Linked DNA regions of Mus musculus: region 2 is linked to region 1. The links are chromatin contacts, called in public Hi-C maps. All regions are on one chromosome and are shown on one strand. Each heading gives the region's core, a stretch centred on a gene start, on an enhancer-like site or on the middle of the called end of the contact. The rest is flanking DNA. Distances are from core to core; before and after follow the strand shown. Region 1 overlaps Dennd1b (DENN/MADD domain containing 1B). Region 2 overlaps Dennd1b (DENN/MADD domain containing 1B).

Region 1 (2,638 bases), core at 70-2,569:
GGAAGAGGGGAAGGAAAAAAAGAAAGAAAAGAAAAGAAAAGAAAAGGAAAGGAAAGGAAAGGAAAGGAAAGGAAAGGAAAGGAAAGGAAAGGAAAGGAAAGGAAGGTTAAAAGGGAAGTAGTGAAAGGAGAAATATGAGATGAAGGAGGTCTACAAGAGAGACTAATAGCATGATGTTGGCCAGCAGTGCACATCACTGTGACATCAGAGAAGGCAACAGCATGACAGAGGCTGGCAGTGCACTTCACATCACAGTGGACACCAGAGAATGAACCAGCTTGATGGTGGCCATCAGTGTACCATAGTAAGCATAAAGCACAGTAAGCCTAAGCCATAACGCATGACAGTGATCCACAGGACACATCGCCAGGGACAGCTGGCATTTTCATACAGCTTCATCATAGTTCATAGTTTATCTACTGTAAGTGTAACTGACCATTTTAGTTCATAGTTTATCTACTGTAAGTGTAACTGGCCATTTTTGGCAAGCTCAATTCGAATCTGAAGAGTTAGCTACTTCCCATCACTCTTTCCCTGGTAATATTTTATTACTTATTTTCTATGTGTGTGTGGGAATGCCTGCAGCCGTGTCTGTGCTGTACATTTATGCAGTGCCTGTGAAGGTCAGAATAGGTGTCAGGTCCCCTGGGACTACAGTTATAGATGGTTGTGCTACATGTGGGTGCAAGCAATCAAACCCATGTCTTCTACAAGAGCAGCCAGTCCTCTTAAGCATTGAGCATTTCTCTATCTTCCTTCCTTGTAATTTTTTAAATCCCTGAAATATGCAGCAACTTGCATTTTGAAATTAAGAAAGAAGAAAGAAGGAGAATTTTAGGCAAAGAACTGACAATGTAGCCCGTGCTGCTTCTATGTAGGTGCTCAGACGCCTGGAGCTGGAGTGAGCTCCTGAAGGCGCACAAGGCACCAGTTCACTACTGCAGCGTGAATGGCTAAGTGCCTGTCAGCTTAAGGAAGGTACTCTTCCCCTCTTCCTCAGCACTTGACCAATGAGAAAAAGCTACCATTTCCAGTCTCCTTTTAAGTGAGGCTAAGCATTGTCAAGGACCAAGTCCTTTACAAGGAAAGTGATGTATGAAGGATGCCCCTGCCTGACCTCCGAAGAAATTTCCTCCCTGAAGTACTCCTCTTGCCTGTCATATGACTTGAACTTAGAGTTAGTGCCTTGGCTTTGACTCAACAGCCAAGAAGAAAAGCCTAGATAATAAGAGAAAATCAAGGGGAAAGAAACTTGGTGCCCTAGATAACTATACAGAGTAGCACCCTCCAGATGGACCAGCTGCTTCTCAGCCTCCACATTCTCTCAGGCTTCTGTTTGGAGGATTTCCATTCCCAGCAGATTGGCCATTATTCTTTAGAACACAGATTAAAACTGAATGGACAGTTTTGAAAGCTGATTTAGAAAAACAGCTTTAGGGATTATCCTCGAACACACAGGAGGTGGAGAAAGGACCAGAAAAAAAAAAATGTGATCTTCAAAGCTGGCTCTGGACACCAGCATAACTTGGACTCTAGTGTCACTGTGTGCCCCTGGTACTTTTAGAACAAAGGCTGCAAGTTCATATAGATGGATGGATGGATGGATGGATGGATGGATGGATGGATGGACTTTCCCCTCCAGAAAGCAACATGAGAAAATGCACAAGATACACAGATAGTTCTCTCCTTAATAGCAAAACCATGACAGTGTTTCAAAATGGAAACATCACTTCCTCATATCAAAACTGAAATATAAATTTCAGCTCCCTTGTATGTGTGCACGCACAGAAGCTACAAGCTGAGGCAATGCACAATCACTCTCTACCTTTTTTTTTTCAGCAAAACCTGTAGTTCACTGATTCAGACTGAATGGCTATTCAGCCAGCCCTCAACATTCTCCTGTCTCTACTTGGCCAATACTGTAGTAACAGGCTGTGGTGGTTTGAATAGGTTTGGCCCCCAAAGACTCCTGTGTTTGAATGCCTGGCCCACAGAGTGACAACTATTAGGAGGTGTGGCCTTGTTAAAGTAGGTGTGGCCTTGTTGGAGGGGGTGAGTCACTGTGAGCTTTGAGGTCTCCTAGGCTTAAGCTCCACTCAGTGTGCACCCAGGAGTTCCAGCCTCATAAGATAGTCTCCTGACGGCTGCCTTTAGATCAAGAAGTAGAATTCTCAGCTCCTTCTCCAGCACCATGTCTGCCTGAAGACTGCCATGCTTCCTGCCACAATGATAATGGACTGAACCTCTGAAACTGTAAGCCAACCCAATTAAATGTAAGACATGCCTTAGTCATGGTGTCTCTTCACAGCAATAAAGCCCTAAGACACTGGTATACACCACTTGTTTTTATATGGGTTCTGGAAATCAAAGTGAGGTCCCCAGGCTTGCACCACAAGCATGTTACTGGCAGTCACCTCCCCAGCCCAAATTCAGTTTCTTATCTCTGCATACACAAGATTCAAACTTCAAAATATAGAACCTTAGCCAGGTGGGGTGGCACATACCTTTGATCCTAGAATTCAGGAGGCAGAGACAGGCAGATCTCTGTGAGTTCCAGGGGAAACTGGTCTACAGAGCAAGTTCCAGATCAGCAAAGGCTAAATATAAGACCCCGTCTCAAACAAACGATCATAAATAA
Region 2 (2,638 bases), core at 90-2,589, 83 kb before region 1:
ATTTCATATTGAAACTGCTCATTCCAGATTAACATTTTGTTTCCTAGCTTTATATCACAGCAGCTGCAATTACTGTTGCTACTTTAGAGGTAATTGCCATTTTAATTGTTGTGTTTTGGCAAGCAGTTAATTAAAAGAATTTTAATGCTTAACAAAGGGATACCATTTTTTTTCTCCCTAACTAATCTTCATTCACATTATTTTCTATGAGGCTTTTATTTTTAAAATGATTACAGTTATAAAGTATATTCTTGGTGATTAAAGGCGTAATTAATCCAGTGTTCTTTTTCACTGTGTCAGTATTTTCCGGTAGTCTCCGTGTTAAGGTTCCCAAAGAAGTCCATTTAGTTAACTTGAAAGGAAGAATTTTCTAAAACTATATGAAAATGAACCATATCCTTTACATAAGAAAATAGCTCCGTCATTTTAAAAGAAGTCAAAATATATACACAATAAGTACATTTAAAACAATACATGGACACAAAGCAATCAAAATCTCATTAACAGCACCACTGTTCTACATGTAAGTGTAAATTAGTTTTATTCAATAAAAATCAATTATGATAATGTGATCTAAAATAAAAACATTACAATTTTCAATCACCTTTTGCATGTATATTATGTATTTTCCAGTGAGATGTTTTATTAATGTTATGTGACAAATAGCGCAGTCTGACTCAGACTCTGATACCAAGCCAGAAGCACTCCCGTGCCTTGCAGTGTCAGTTGCTTTGTCAGTTTCTCAGAGCACTCTTTCAATAAACATTATTTTTAATTCCTTAATTACAGCCAACACTATGCCACTAGGAGGCATTCGAATACTTGTATTTAATAAGGACAGACCAAGGATCTGAGTAGATCATAAAGCAGATTGGAGACTGAGAACAAGGCTGGGCTACAGCAGATTAGTGACTGAGTGAGAACAAGGCTTAGCTCCACATTGCCAGTTCTCCCGAGCTTTCAGACGCTGGCTGGGAACAGTGCATTTTAAGTCTTTCTAAGTTAAGAGAGTTTACGTCCTGTTGAAAAGCATAATATACTTTGTTAATGTGGAAACAAATTACTTTTATAATATCTCAGTTAAATTTTAAAAAGGAAAGTTTTGTTATTGAGAAAAGAACCGTGAAGCAAAGGAAATGCTTATCTAAAGAGGAGGCGCTGCCATAATGAGTGCATACGTCCAACAACCAACGGACCCCTGCAGCAACCCTACCCACAAACCAGGGCTCCCCAAGCATGCCATGCAACCTTCACCAGCTAGCAATGGCATTGTGTGGTGGGCGGGATTGGCTTCTTAGAAGATGGCTTCTAAGACCATAAATGCTGCGTCACAGATCCCGGCACTGTCCAGCATTTGGCAAGCGATACCCTTGCTAATCAAGCCTGCCGGAGGAGAACTGCCATACAGCCCTTGGAAACTTTCCAGACAAAAGAAGAGAGAAGAGGAAGAGGTAAGAATACAAGACAATCTCTTTTTAGCTCATGTCTGTCTTAAGAAACCCCACTGCATCACTTGAATGAATATATAAACAATGGAGTTTATTTATCCACTATATATAAACTTCAGAGTTATGTAGGTAGGGCTATAAGGAATTATACTTTCCCAATGAGAGCAATAATAATTAAAAATTCTTCTCAAGTACGACATTCAAGAACATACTTATGAAGACAGACCAAAGATCCAATATGCACTATTCAACCAACAGTGCACAGAGCTGTAAAATTTTTAAAATTGAGCAATTATTATAGCATGAAGTTAAAGAAAAGACAGCAAAGTTACATGTAAATAAAGTCACAATTATAAGAAAATAAATGACACTAAGAAACTAAACACACACATGTAGGCTGTATGAAATCTAGCACTCAGACTACCAGACGTAGAGCTTAGAGGCTGGCAAGCTACATGGCCTGTGGTACCTGACTGCTCACACCAGCTGGTCTCAGTGCCTGCGGTACCTGACCTGCTCACATCAGCTGGTCTGAGTGCCTGATGATCAACATAAAAAGTTTTCTGTGGATGGGGTATAAACACTCTTTGTCACAGGTCAAACACTCTTTGTTCTTAGATGACATGAAGTCATTTCATATTCTCAGTGAAAGATTCCTATCTGAACCAGATGGCTCATTGTGTATATAGTCTACCAAAAATATATTTCCAAAGATTAAGTCTAAATGTTTTAAAGCCTTCTATTAGTTATGAAATCAGAAAAAATCATAACATTTCTTTGCTTATAGCAACAAAAAAATATTGCCTTCTATATGCTATCCCACAAGACAAAGACACAACGTTGAACATACAGAGACCCAGTTTTCATGAAGCTTACATATCTAGTGGAAAGCTAACCACAAGGTTATCATACTTTGCAAGTTAAGCATCCTTATCTCAAATCTCCAAACCCCAAAAGACTCCAAATTCTTTCATTTGTTAAATGCCAACACAACACTAAGTGGAAAACTTCACACCTGACCTCACATAGCAGTTTCCAGTCAAAATGCATGTGTACTAAAATTACTGTTTAAAAGTACCAAGGAGCATATGAAAGCTGAATGAATTCTGTTGGGACGCAGATGTTCTACTCAAATATTTTATAACGTATCTTCAAATATTCCAAAAGTCAAAACACTCTGGTACTGCACA

What was found. A called contact is a pair of places that touch in the nucleus more often than the background predicts.
Region 2: a contact with region 1 is called in a Hi-C map of ventral hippocampal neurons, with 1.7 times the contacts expected there. The contact joins two enhancer-like sites. A contact is called at or near these places in 1 of 15 datasets of contacts at CTCF or cohesin (the NIH/3T3 cell line), 7 of 484 Hi-C or Micro-C datasets (the AML12 cell line, bone marrow-derived macrophages, cerebral cortex and 4 more), 1 of 115 datasets of contacts at active chromatin or transcription factors (embryonic stem cells) and 1 of 9 other capture datasets (adipose tissue).

Annotation. Positions count from the first base shown.
Region 1 is chr1:138,994,497-138,997,134 of GRCm38.p6, reverse strand. The region is part of intron 2 of Dennd1b (DENN/MADD domain containing 1B); the gene reads right to left. Among named protein-coding and RNA genes, the nearest start is that of 4930596I21Rik, 18 kb to the right of the region's middle. Within about 2 kb of position 1,319, at least 16 of the 459 cell types and tissues checked have an H3K27ac peak or open chromatin away from gene starts, as enhancers often do. A contact at or near this core is called in ventral hippocampal neurons, where this site is marked.
Region 2 is chr1:139,077,907-139,080,544 of GRCm38.p6, reverse strand. The region is part of intron 9 of Dennd1b (DENN/MADD domain containing 1B); the gene reads right to left. Among named protein-coding and RNA genes, the nearest start is that of Gm41960, 88 kb to the left of the region's middle. Within about 2 kb of position 1,339, at least 32 of the 459 cell types and tissues checked have an H3K27ac peak or open chromatin away from gene starts, as enhancers often do. A contact at or near this core is called in ventral hippocampal neurons, where this site is marked.